Regions from separate parts of the Mus musculus genome. Here region 2 is linked to region 1. The links are chromatin contacts, called in public HiChIP or PLAC-seq maps. All regions are on one chromosome and are shown on one strand. Each heading gives the region's core, a stretch centred on a gene start, on an enhancer-like site or on the middle of the called end of the contact. The rest is flanking DNA. Distances are from core to core; before and after follow the strand shown.

Region 1 (6,134 bases), core at 462-2,961:
GGGAGAACTCCCAGGAGGGTTACGGGATTCCTTTTTATAAATGATCACTTCCATAGTGGGACTGGGACAAAAATACATACAGCAAAAATTGGCAGAAGGAACTCTGTGAGTTACAGGGCAGCCTGGGCTACATAGTGAGACCCCTAATCTCAAACACCAAAAATCAAAGAGACAAACACATTGAGAGATATGTAGAAATAGTTCTATGCTTGATAATGAGTAGGGAAGTCAGAAGACAAGCAAGGGAAATGGCAAGTTAAGCAACACAATAAACCAACATGCAAAACACATGCTTTGCCACAGCAGTAGAAAAGTCACTAAGACAAGTACACAATTAAGGATTACAGGTCCATGTGTGATGACACACGCCTTTAATTTCAGCACACAGAGGCAGAGACAGGTGGATCTCCGTGAATTCAAGGCCAGCCTGGTCTATACAGTGAGTTCTAGGACATCTGGGGATATGCAGAGAGTGACACATCCTTGTCTCTGAGAAACAACAATAAAAACCAAACAAAAACTTGCCCCCCCCACCCCCCCAAACCTTCAAAACACCACCATCATCAACCAAAAAACCCAAAAAACAGATTACAGCTGCGTGTTATCTTAGGTCATAGAAGTTTATTACATGGAAAATCCAAGACAAGTATTTCTTCTTACATCATTCTCTTAAAGGAAGGCTAAACAGACAGACAGAGTACATAGTAGAATAGCAAGCTTAAGGGACTTCAAGATGTATTATTAACTCTTGCTGTGAGGTCCAGTGAAAGTCCCAGTCTCTTAGAATGTGAGAATTATTTTTGTCACAATGCATTGCCACAGTACATTCTTAACATTAGTAAGAATTGTAAGTATGGTCACCTGCCACTTTAGCACATTTTAGTTAAAGATGGACCCTATATACTCAGGAAGACTTATAATGGAGCTTAAAATTCTTATTTGGTGATCTTGTAGAAGTCTTAATGTAATAACAAAATGCAGTGAGTGTGTGATGTCTGTTGTACAAAATGAGAGCCCACTTCCCTAAGCCCCCCTCCGCAGACTACAGTCTTTGGACACATACGACAACCAATGTTGTGTGAAGAAACAGTGTGCCTTGCTATGAACAGCAGCTATTGAGAACTCAGACATCTCTCTCTTGATTGCATTTGCTATAAACTAATCCTGAGTTGTCACATGCTGACCCTGTGTACCCTCGGACATTTCAGAAGTCTTAGGTCTGTGTAAGTACACACTAAGACGGTCACTCAATAGAGAAAGCTGCCTCTGTCCTTGGGTAATACAGACATCCTGACCATGTATGAAACTTCAAATTTTCCATTTTCCACCCTTTTTTTGAGTCAGGGGTTTATCTGTGATAGAAATAATCTCTTTGAATTCAGATGAGGAACTTCTGAACAGAAAGACAACATGTTCTCTGCCAGACGGAAAAACATCACCTGGGGACCACTGTCATCAGCAGAGCCCCGCAGAAGTCTGTCTTGTTTGACAGCAGGGTTGAAGTGCTTAATCAGCACTTCCGGGTTGGGGCCTCTCCTAGTGGCCTGACCCTCCCACAGACCGAAGGCAACAGGGTAAGAAGGCAGAGCGGTACGGCAAAGGCAGGGAGTTACTAGAGCTCTGCATCTGCGCACCGGGCTGGACGATTGGGCGGAACTGCAGGCGGGATCGCTTATTACGCTTTCCGGTCTGTTGGGGGCGGAGCTCAGTAATTTGGCTTCTGTAGGTGACTGTCAGGGGAAAAGCTGTAGAGCAGGGTGTGTGTTGCGGGGCAGAGTCTGGAGGGGCAGGATCACGCCGGGCACCAGCCCCGCCCAGGGACCCGAGGGCACTAGGATAAAGTCAAAGTTGCTCACACCGGAGGCCGGTGGACTCAGTCTCAGGCACCAGCATCATGCCTATGACACTGGGTTACTGGGACATCCGTGGGGTGAGCAACCACCTGATGAGTGGGAAGGATTGCAGGGTTAGGAGAAGGCGAGCTGGGGGGTGAGGATGGGGTGGGGCGAGAGGAATCCCTTGCTTGTCTGGCTCAGGGTCTTGCACACATGTCCTTGCTGGTTTGTGCGCCCGTGTATATGCACTTGGAGGAGGTGAAGTCACACAGAAGTCCCCCGCCCCCATTCCTATCTTTTCAGCTAGCTCACGCTATTCGGCTGCTCCTAGAATACACAGGCTCAAGCTATGAAGAGAAGAGATACACCATGGGAGACGGTAATGCTATTTGTCGGTCAGACGTCTCCTGTCCATTGGCGCCTAGCAATTGGTGCCTACATTACATTTCACGCCTCCCGCACTACGGGGCTCCCCCAGATGGACTTAGAATCTGCCTCTTTCAGTAAGCCCCAGAGAGCTGGGCTTGACCTTCCTTCCTCCTGGAAGTGAAGGGGTGGATACCCCTCCTGTTGAAATTAGATCACATTCCTCATCAAGATTTGCCTAAACTTTGTAGGCCCCTCAGTTCCAAGCACTCTTTATTCCTGAAACTTTCAGGGATAAAGGCTCACTGTGTGAGGTTACAGATCCTTGTCTTAGGGGGTTGGGTCCCTGAAATAGGTGTGTTGGACACTGGGCTGATTTCTCTTTATGCAATCTCATCAATCACAGCTCCTGACTATGACCGAAGCCAGTGGCTGAGTGAGAAGTTCAAATTGGGCCTGGACTTTCCCAATGTAGGTAGAGGGGGACGGGGAGGTTTGGGGACGGGGAGGTTTGGGGAAGTCATCTCACCTCCTCACCTGGAAGAGGGGCTTGGAGTCAATGCTTCCTTCTGTTCACTTGCTTCCGTTCCTGGTGGCGTTTCTGAGATGGGCTGTGTCCTAGCTTTTCCATTCAGTGTGCAGTGTGTTCGTAGAGGGCTTCCCATGCTAGCCATGATGAACGGCAGGCCACATGTCAGTCCTAATCCAGAGAAGGAAGGCTGGGACCTCACATCCTGTCTGACCATCCTTTATTGTCCAAGCAGTTGCCTTACTTGATTGATGGGTCACACAAGATCACGCAGAGCAATGCCATCCTGCGCTACATTGCCCGCAAGCACAACCTGTGTGAGTGGGGCGTCAGCAGGGTGGGGTGGGGGACAACCCCCTTGGCTTGGCTGGTGTGAGGTGTTGAAGATGCGTCTGTGCTGTGTGTGCTGCAGGTGGGGAGACAGAGGAAGAGAAGATTCGCGTGGACATTTTGGAGAACCAGGCTATGGATGTCTCCAATCAGCTGGCTCGAGTCTGTTACAGCCCAGACTTTGTGAGTCTCATCTCACTCCCTCCCTGGGCTGGACCAGGCAGCGTTTGGGTCAGGAGTCAGCTCCCTCAGGTTCCCAATCTGCACAGATCTTATTTACCTTTTGAATTTCTTAGCCTCTTACCCTCCAGGATGTTTCATGTGTTGTCATCAGCTGTCCCCATGACACTGAACTATCAAATGAATGCTCTTACTTAGGCCCCACCTATTTTAGGGTGCAGTCCAGACTTCCCAGAGTGGACATTAAGTTCCTAGATAGTGGAGTTGTGTTTTCCAAGTGTTTTCTACCTGTGTCCTCTGCCAGCTAGTTCATATCTTTGCTGGTCACGAAATACAGGAATATCCCATGGATTAGAAAATGAAGTCCAAGATGAGGGACTGTCACAGAACCCTTTCCAGCCTCTCAGAGTGCTTCTGTTCACACCCCCTGGAGTCAGCATATTCCTTAGGTAGCACAGGGTCAGCCTGAAGGATTTTCTCTCCTTTTTTGCTTCAGATTCTCCTCAATTTATGGGGAAAACTCAAGTATATTTCATTCTTCTGGACCCATTGTGTGGACTCTCATCTCCTCTGAGTATTTTAGTTCTTGATTCTTTGATGCTGCCTGGCATTGGTACCTGCCAGGTGCGCAGGGTACCCAGCCATGTAGGCATCAAGAATGATGATGCCCCACTGTGGGCAGTCTTATTCTTCCCTGGTCTTCCACTGCATTTGAAGGGTGGGGTGGGCTACCGAGGCGTCTAGTAAGTAAGTGCTCATATGTTAAATCGAGACCTGGACTGTGACTGAGTCTCCATCTTAGTGGAGACGGCTGCCCACCTCTGGCTATTTAGGGCCGTGCATGATACTGAAGGGCCAGTCCTTCTTCAGGAACTTACATGGTGACAGCTGTTTTCTGCCTCAGGAGAAACTGAAGGTGGAATACTTGGAGCAGCTCCCTGGAATGGTGAAGCTCTTCTCACAGTTCCTGGGCCAGCGGACATGGTTTGTTGGTGAAAAGGTAAAGGGGGAAAAGTTGAGCATTGTCATTCTTCTCGGGGACAGAATTCCATGCCATCTCTCATTCGTGGCCCTTTGCAGATTACTTTTGTAGATTTCCTGGCTTACGATATCCTGGACCTGCACCTTATATTCGAACCCACGTGCCTGGACGCCTTCCCAAACCTGAAGGACTTTGTGGCCCGCTTTGAGGTGATGCCCTGGTCCTTCTTCCCCTTGGCTGTCAACTTTGCCTTGATGTTTTCTTGGGCTGAGGATAAGAATCAGGAATTGAGCAATTGCTTTCTGCCAGTGTCAGTGCCGAGCACCCTACATCTGTTGATCAGGCTTATAGTGATCAGCGTTCCTCCGTGGTGGAGGGGACTATCAGTCCCATTGCTTGGCTAAGCAAATGTGAAACTGTGGAGTTATACTTGCTCAGGGCTTCAGCACTAGCAGAGCTGTGCCAGGGTCTCCCTTGACTTCCCTTGGATACAGGCAGCTCTGGACCTCATTGATGTCTTTAGAGATATTCTAGGGGCTCACGCTCCTGCTAGAAGGCCAACAGCGTATGTAAATGCCAGTGCACCTTGTCCATGCCTGTATCGAGGCTGGAGACGGGATTGGATGAAGCTCAGTACCAGGTTCAGAAGTGTGGCTTTCTCCTTAGGGAATGATTACAGTGAGCCTGGCTTTTCTTTTCTGATCTATCTGTATCTATAAACTTTGACCCTGGTTTTGCAGAGTCACTGGATGACATAGGGGTTATCTTCAAAACATGCCTCTTTGTCCTGCTAGACAGATTCATAGTCAGTGTGCAAACCCAGGCAAGATGTGTGCAAGAGGAGCATGGGGAGGTCAGGAAGGGAGTGGGCCAAGAGAGTACAAAATCTGAGAGACAGAGGCCAGGCTAATCCCAGATGGGTGCCATGTAATAGCAGTGTGGGCAGGAGGAAGCTGTTTAACCTCTCTGGCCCTGAGCAAATCTTAGTGTTTGGTTTTCTGTTTTTCTTTAACTCTCAGGTACTGAAGAGGATCTCTGCTTACATGAAGACCAGCCGCTTCCTCCGAACACCCCTATATACAAAGGTGGCCACTTGGGGCAATAAGTAGAGCCTTGACTGGGCAGGAAGTGGGAACCGGGGGTTCTGGGAACAGTTGAACTTCCTGTAGCCCTAGTGCTGCTTTCTGTCCATCCCCTTCCTGACCCCAGAGTGTCAAAGGTCCTCTTTTCTTTCATCCAGTCCCTGCCCTTTCAAACCCTCTAAAGCCTAGGCTCCTAGTTTTCCTTTAGCAAAATGCCCTTCTAGCATGACTGTGTCCCGCGCCCACTTGATGGTCTTGCCTGCCAGCAGCTGTGCTGTTGTGAAGAGTTGGGACTCTCCATCAGCACTCAGCCTGGGGCTCCCCATGCTTGTCTGGAGACCAGAGACGGCTGGTGTGTGAATTTGGTCTCTGCACAGCTCTTTTGGGTCCCTCCTGTAAAGCCTGAACCACACTGGCTCTGGCTGCCGCACTACCAGCTTTTACTACTATCTCCAGTGGCTGCCTAGTGACCCGGGCAGAGGCTGAGTTCACAGGGATTTTAGTTGGATAGGCAGGGGTTTGGCCCTTCCTAGCCCCACCTGTTTGTTTCTCAGGAGGCAGCTGCAGAAGGCTCTGTGGAGCTCAAAGGGAGCTTAGATCTCCTTTATGCTAGCAGCACTGAGATTTGTCATGCAGGTCTCAGTGGTGAGGATCCAGGCTGATAGGAGTCCCCAGCAGAAAGCCAGGATCCTCTCTGCCCACTGTGCTATGGCTGCCTTATATCTATATGTCTCCAGGATCCTGTCTCTGATGTCTTCAGAGTATCCCGTCTTGGTCACCAGGGATGGGGGCCATCTTGGTTAATCCCTCCTCTTTGTGAGCCCCCGTGA
Region 2 (5,976 bases), core at 3,377-5,876, 530 kb before region 1:
CCAGGACTACTACTCTGTGTAGCTCCAGGACTACACAGAGAAACCCTGTCTACAAACAAACAAACAAACAAAAACCCAACCAACCAACCAAACAAACAAACAAAAACTGGCAGAAGCAACAAAGAGAAGAAATGAATGGTGGGACTTGGAAGCCAGCTTGGAGTACAGTTATCCGATGGGTTCACAATGCCAAGAGACTTTAGGTCCCAACACAGAAGAAAGAAAACAACTAGAGCAGCCAAAATTCTATATATATTTCGAATTCTAGTTTTAAAACTTGTCTTTTTAAGAGATAATTTTAGACTTACAGATGAGTTTAAAAAAAAAGAAAGAGGAGAGTTCCCATATGCCCAGTATCTAGCTTCCCCTTACTTTTATATAACAAATATTCATCAAAATTAAAAAATTAACACTAGTACCTTATTCAGATTGTACTGATTTTTCTGTTCAGGTTCCTTGTTTCAACCCCATCCCCCACCAGAGCTTCACACGTGCTAGGAAGATGCTCTTACCACGGATCTACAGTGCCCAGGCCTCTTTTTCAGACTCCCATCAGACTCTACTCTGCTTACCCATTACACCTCTATAGTTTGTTCCATCCAACCTGTGGCAACTCCTTATCTCTTCCCTGTCCTTTAAGACCTCAACAAGCATCCTAGTCAGATATTGCAGATGGTCCTGTCTGCTGTTTTCTTGTGATTATACTGAGGTTAGAATGCTTTTACATGCTATTGAAAGAACACCAAAGTCAAGACACTCTCAGATCAGGGGTATATGCCAATGTATCACTGATGATGCTAACTCTGATCATTAGCTAAAGTGATATATGTTATCATTTCCCACTATGAGCTGTTTTTTCCTTAAATATTTGAGGAAGATACCCATCATTAACATTTTGATGGGCATAATTCACCTATCTCATTGGGAGTAGAAAATTTGTTATATAAGATGCACATATTTGGCCAAAGGGTTAGTAAAGCATAGACAAATGACAGGAGATCCTTTGAAACTCCATGTTACAATAAGAAAAAGAAATCTGTAGGGCTGGGCATGCGGCTCAGTCAGGAAGGTCCTATTTAGCATTCGTAGAGCCCTGGGTTAGATTCCCAGAAGTGAATAAAACTGGTTATGGTGGCACACCCCTATAATCTCAGCACTTGGGAAGTAAAGGCAGGAGGATCAGAAGTTCAAGTTCAGTGACAAAGCAGCCTAGGCTATAGGAAACCCTGTCTCAAAATCAAACAAGCTGCCCAGGGCAACAAAAACAGACACGCTAATGTGGAGAGGGGGAAGCCCAGGAGGCTTCAACTCTCCTAGAAGAACTGCAGGCAACTAAGGAATTCTGGGAAAGGGTGGAGCAGTCTTCCCAGCCTTAAGCACACCAACTGGCTGTCCAAACCAGTGGTAAGCCCTTGAAAACAGACAGAGCAAGTTGTCCTGACATACTTGGAGAGAGAGAGAGAGAGAGAGAGAGAGAGAGAGAGAAAGAGAGAGAGAGAGAATGTATGTACATATGTGTATATATACAACAACAATTAATAAAGAGCCTATGAATTTGAAAAAGCAAGGAGGAGTATATGGGAGGGTTTGGAGGGATGAAAGGGAAGGGGGGAAAATGATGTAATAATAATAATAATAATAATAATAATAATAATAATAATAATGTAGCCCAGGGAGATAGCTCAGCACATAAGGTCACCTGCTGCCAAGCCTGAAGACCTGAGTTCCATATCTGGTACCTTCTGAGTACCATCACATGGTAGAAGGAGGGAATCATGGAGTCAAGAGAAACAATAGTTTAAGGTCAACCTGGACCACACAGCAAGACCCTGTCCAAAACAAAAAACAAAAACAAAACAAACAAACAAAAAAAACCCCAGCAAAAATAGAAGAGACATGAAGATTCTATTAAGTCAGTGGGAGAAGCCTGCGAAGATTCCAAATTTTTGTCATCACAAAAGTAGAGCAGTTGAAACTGAACTAAAGGTTTGGACAAGCAGCAGGGTGAATACCATTCCTAGAGCACTTTAGTGTAAGGGTCGTTTTCATATGTCCACATAAGGAGTAAAACCACACACAAATCACGTAACTAGCATCAGTGAGACAGAATGGGAAGTGGTCAGACTTGAACGAAACTGGAAGGTACTAGTGAGGATTTCTGTTATGGTTGTAAGATACAGCCGAAGTTGCCTTCAAACTCAATGAGGAAGACCCTGAACTCAAATTCTCCCATCCCTATCTCTCCCAAGAGCTGGGATCAAAAAAGATTTAGAGAGTTAAAGGCTGATCTTGCAGTTTCTAGAATTTTTCAATCCTACTGTACTCAGGCATTTATAAATCTCTGCCGCTGTACTTCCCAAGGCTCAGCCAAGGAGCCTGGGAGAAGGGATGGAGAGTGCAGTCTCATGGGCCTTTCAGGAATTAGTATGGGCACAACAAGTGGACACCGCTCACCCTGCGCTGCCCCAAGGGCTACCTGTCTGTTTAAGGAGCACCATGGAAGGCTAGTGCACTGTCATCTCCACAGCACACTTCACCACCTTCTTGCCCTGAGCTATGCCTTAGTCCAAAGCCTCAACTTACATCATTTGAAAGGTGGACACAAGAGGGATACAACGTTCAAAATGTCAACTGGGAGCCATGGCATATGCCTGTACATCTAGAGCCAGGGAAACAGATAGGAGAGCAGAAGTTCAAGGTTCTTGCAAGGTTCTTGCAAGTTCAAGGTTATACGCATATGCATACCAAGTTTGAAATCATGCTGGGATCTAAAAACCCTGCCTCAGCTGGGTGGTGGTGGTTCACAGCTTTAATCCCAGCACCCAGGAGGCAGAGGCAGGCAGGCACATCTCTGTGAGTTCAAGACTAGCAGATCTTGATCTATTCTAAACTCCAGAAAGAGTTCTAGGACAGCCAGGGCTACACAGAAAAACCAAGCCTCAAAAAAGGAAAAGAAAAACAAAAACAAACAAAACAAAAAAACCCTGCCTCAAGGAGGAGGGCAGAGGTGATCACATTCATTATTTTATGTCACACAGAGAGAATTAGTAGACATGAGAGAGACTTATACTGACCATGGGATGCACACCTGCAATCCCAGGACTTGAGAGGCTAAAGCAGGACTACCACCAAACCAAGGCTAGCATGGGCTAAACAGTAAGCACCAGTATAGCCTTGGCTATACAGAGCCTATCTTTAAAACAAACAAACAAACAAACAAACACCAAGAATAAAAACAGGCAACCTTATAGGCAACTCTGAGAACACTGTCCCTATAAACAAACATATGCAGAACAATATACTCTGAAAAGACATGTTCAAAAGCTTTCACCACCTGTAATAAAAACACTAGAAAGTACAACTTACATTCTTTCGAGAAAAGTCTCTTTCTCTTCCCCTGGCCACCTTCCGCTCCTCCTCCAATTTCTTCATTCTCCTCCTCAAACTAGAAATTTTAAAACACGGACATGGCAAATGATTGCAGTGCACGTGATATTCCCTCGAGTCTCCTCCTGCTCGCCCTCTTTGTGGAGTGCTGTGAATTGAACCCACGAGCTCACGATGCTAAACAGATGCTTGACCACTGAGCTACACCTCCTGCACTCTTTTCATCTTTTTTTTTAAAGGCATTTATTATTTATGTGTATTGTGTGCCTACATAAATGTGCCTGCTGTTGCCCATAGAGGCCAAACTAGGTCTAATCGCTGTAGGTTGCCAGATGTGACAGCAAATGCTCCTAAGCACTAAAGCTATCTCTCTACACTTTTTTTTTTTTTTTTTTTGAGACAAAGTGGTCTCACTATGTGCCCGTGTCTGCCTGAACTCACGGAGATCCGCTTGCCTCTGCTCCTGAGTGCTGGGATTAAAGGTGTGCGCCACCACGCCCAGTGACCCTTTTTCATTTTCGAAAGTGAGAAGCTAAAGCAAACTGCACAAAACCACGAAAATTTAGCACCAAAGGGCTCATAAGCCCTAGTCCAATTCTCAAGTCGTGCAAGAAGGCTTTTATTACGGCTGCTAACAACCTTACAACCGTGCGTGTGTAAAGTTCTAACGACCTCAGGTTCTGGGTTTGGTTTTAGCCAATTTAGTTGTCACACTGCTAAGCAAGACTACTGTAAAAACCTGGTAGTTTAAAATCTACTCTCTGCTGTCATCGGAAGCAACTGATAAAGGGCTAAGAACTTTCCTTAACTGGGCTGGACTCTACCTCACAAGAAAACCGATGCCAAAGGAGAATTTGGATCCCAAGCTTCCTGTCTTTAGTTCATCGTTTCTCCGCTATCTTCACTAGTTTTGTCAGCATCTGGGCTGCTGGTTCCGCTTTAATCAGCTTTGATCTCCTATGACCCTCTAGATGTCTTAGTGTCGGGAAGATCCAGGTCAAAGAGAGACCCTTTCTACTCTTCCTTCCCGTCTTGTCCCACGCACTGACTAAGGTAAACCAAAAAAGGAAAACACCGCGGAGCCCCCGGACTCTCGGCGGGAATCCCTAAGGCACAAGCGGGTCAGACTCTGCCTCCGCTAGTGATCCGAAAGGAGTGAGGAACCAGGCTGAGACAGGCGCTCACTCACGGTGGGGTCTTCCTCCTCATCTGCCATGCTAGCTGCTCGCCAGCCTTCTGAACCCGCCCACCGGCGGCTGGCGAGTTTTATAAGATACGTACGTCACTTCCGGCCTGGCCAGCGTTGCGCAGAGAGGCGTGCGCGTTCATTCTCCTACCCAACCCCGGCCTTGGGATTGGCTGGAAGTCAGTGACGTGCTCTTACGTGTGGAATCCTGAAGGAGGAATTAAAAATTACAAAGAAGCCAGGCGTGGTATACTACGCCGGGAAATCTCTGCACTTGGCAGGCAGAGGCAAGAGGGCTTCGAGTTCGAGATCAGCTCAAGTTTCATGAGCCCATGTCTCAGAAAACATAAGTGATAAATTTGTGCATACTTACGGAGGCTCACAAATGCCTGTAAAAATAGGATGACTTTTTGCCTCTGGGGCTGATCCACTCAAGTACACAAGCCCCATGATATTATATATAGTATCTATATTATTATATAATTATATATCTACTTTCTTTTATGTAAATAGGTGTTTTGCCGGCAAGTATGTGTACCATGTGTGTGCAGCACCAAAGAAGCCAAAATAGAGCAACCGATTTCCTGGAACTAGAGATAGACGATTGTGAACCGCTATATAGGGGCTAGGAATCAAACTCAAGTCTCTTGAAAAGCAGCCAATACTCTTAACCACGGAGCAATCTTTCCTGCCTCCGTTAATACGCAATATATATATGTAGTTTGGGTTGGAAGGTTGTTTTGCGCTTTTTTTTTTTTTTTTTTTTGGTTTTTTCAAGACAGGGTATCTCTGTGTAGCCCTGGCTATCCTGGAACTCACTCTGTAGATCAGGCCGGCCTCGTTCTCAGAAATCCGCTTGCCTCTGCCTCCCAAGTGGTGGGACTAAAGGCGTGCGCCACCACTGCCCGGCCGTTTTTTGCTTCTTCTTCTTTTTTTTTTTTTTAAATTACAAAAGATGTGCTAGAGAAATGGTTCAGTCAATAAAAGCTCTAGCGGAATAAGCCTAAGGCTCAGGTTCAATCCCTGGGACCTGTATAAAAAGTGAAAGGTGAGAAGACAGAGTCTGCAAGGTTGTCCTCTGGCTTCCATACACAATAATAAGAAAATATTTTAAAATTATGAAAGAGCTAAGTGTAGTGGCACTCGCCTTTAATCCCTGCCTTGGGAGGCAGAAGCCAGAAGATCTCTTTGAGTTAGAGGCCAGCCAGGGCTACATAGTCAAAACAAGAAAACCAAAGCTCGGCAGTGGTGGTCCATGCTTTTTGTCCCAGCACTTGGGAGGCAGAGGCAGGCGGATTTCTGAGTTCAAGGCCAGCCTGGTCTACAGAGTGAGTTCTAGGACAGCCAAGGCTACACAGAGAAACCCTGTCTCGAAAAACCAAACCAAACAAACAAATAAACAA

Evidence for each region. HiChIP or PLAC-seq counts read pairs in DNA pulled down with a chosen protein or histone mark.
Region 2: a contact with region 1 is called in an H3K4me3 HiChIP or PLAC-seq map of bone marrow-derived macrophages, with 4 times the contacts expected there. The contact joins the promoter of Taf13 here to the promoter of Gstm4 in region 1. A contact is called at or near these places in 8 of 39 promoter capture datasets (the C10 cell line, hematopoietic stem and progenitor cells, hippocampal neurons and 4 more), 1 of 115 datasets of contacts at active chromatin or transcription factors (bone marrow-derived macrophages) and 1 of 9 other capture datasets (pancreatic islet).

Annotation. Positions count from the first base shown.
Region 1 is chr3:108,040,433-108,046,566 of GRCm38.p6, reverse strand. It overlaps Gstm4 (glutathione S-transferase, mu 4), which reads left to right and starts at 1,711. Exons shown (of 8, transcript NM_026764.3): 1 at 1,711-1,930; 2 at 2,139-2,214; 3 at 2,608-2,672; 4 at 2,966-3,047; 5 at 3,143-3,243; 6 at 4,145-4,240; 7 at 4,321-4,431; 8 at 5,242-6,134. The coding sequence starts at 1,895. The coding sequence ends at 5,331.
Region 2 is chr3:108,570,349-108,576,324 of GRCm38.p6, reverse strand. It overlaps Taf13 (TATA-box binding protein associated factor 13), which reads right to left and starts at 4,626. Exons shown (of 4, transcript NM_025444.2): 1 at 4,577-4,626; 2 at 3,367-3,445. The coding sequence starts at 4,603.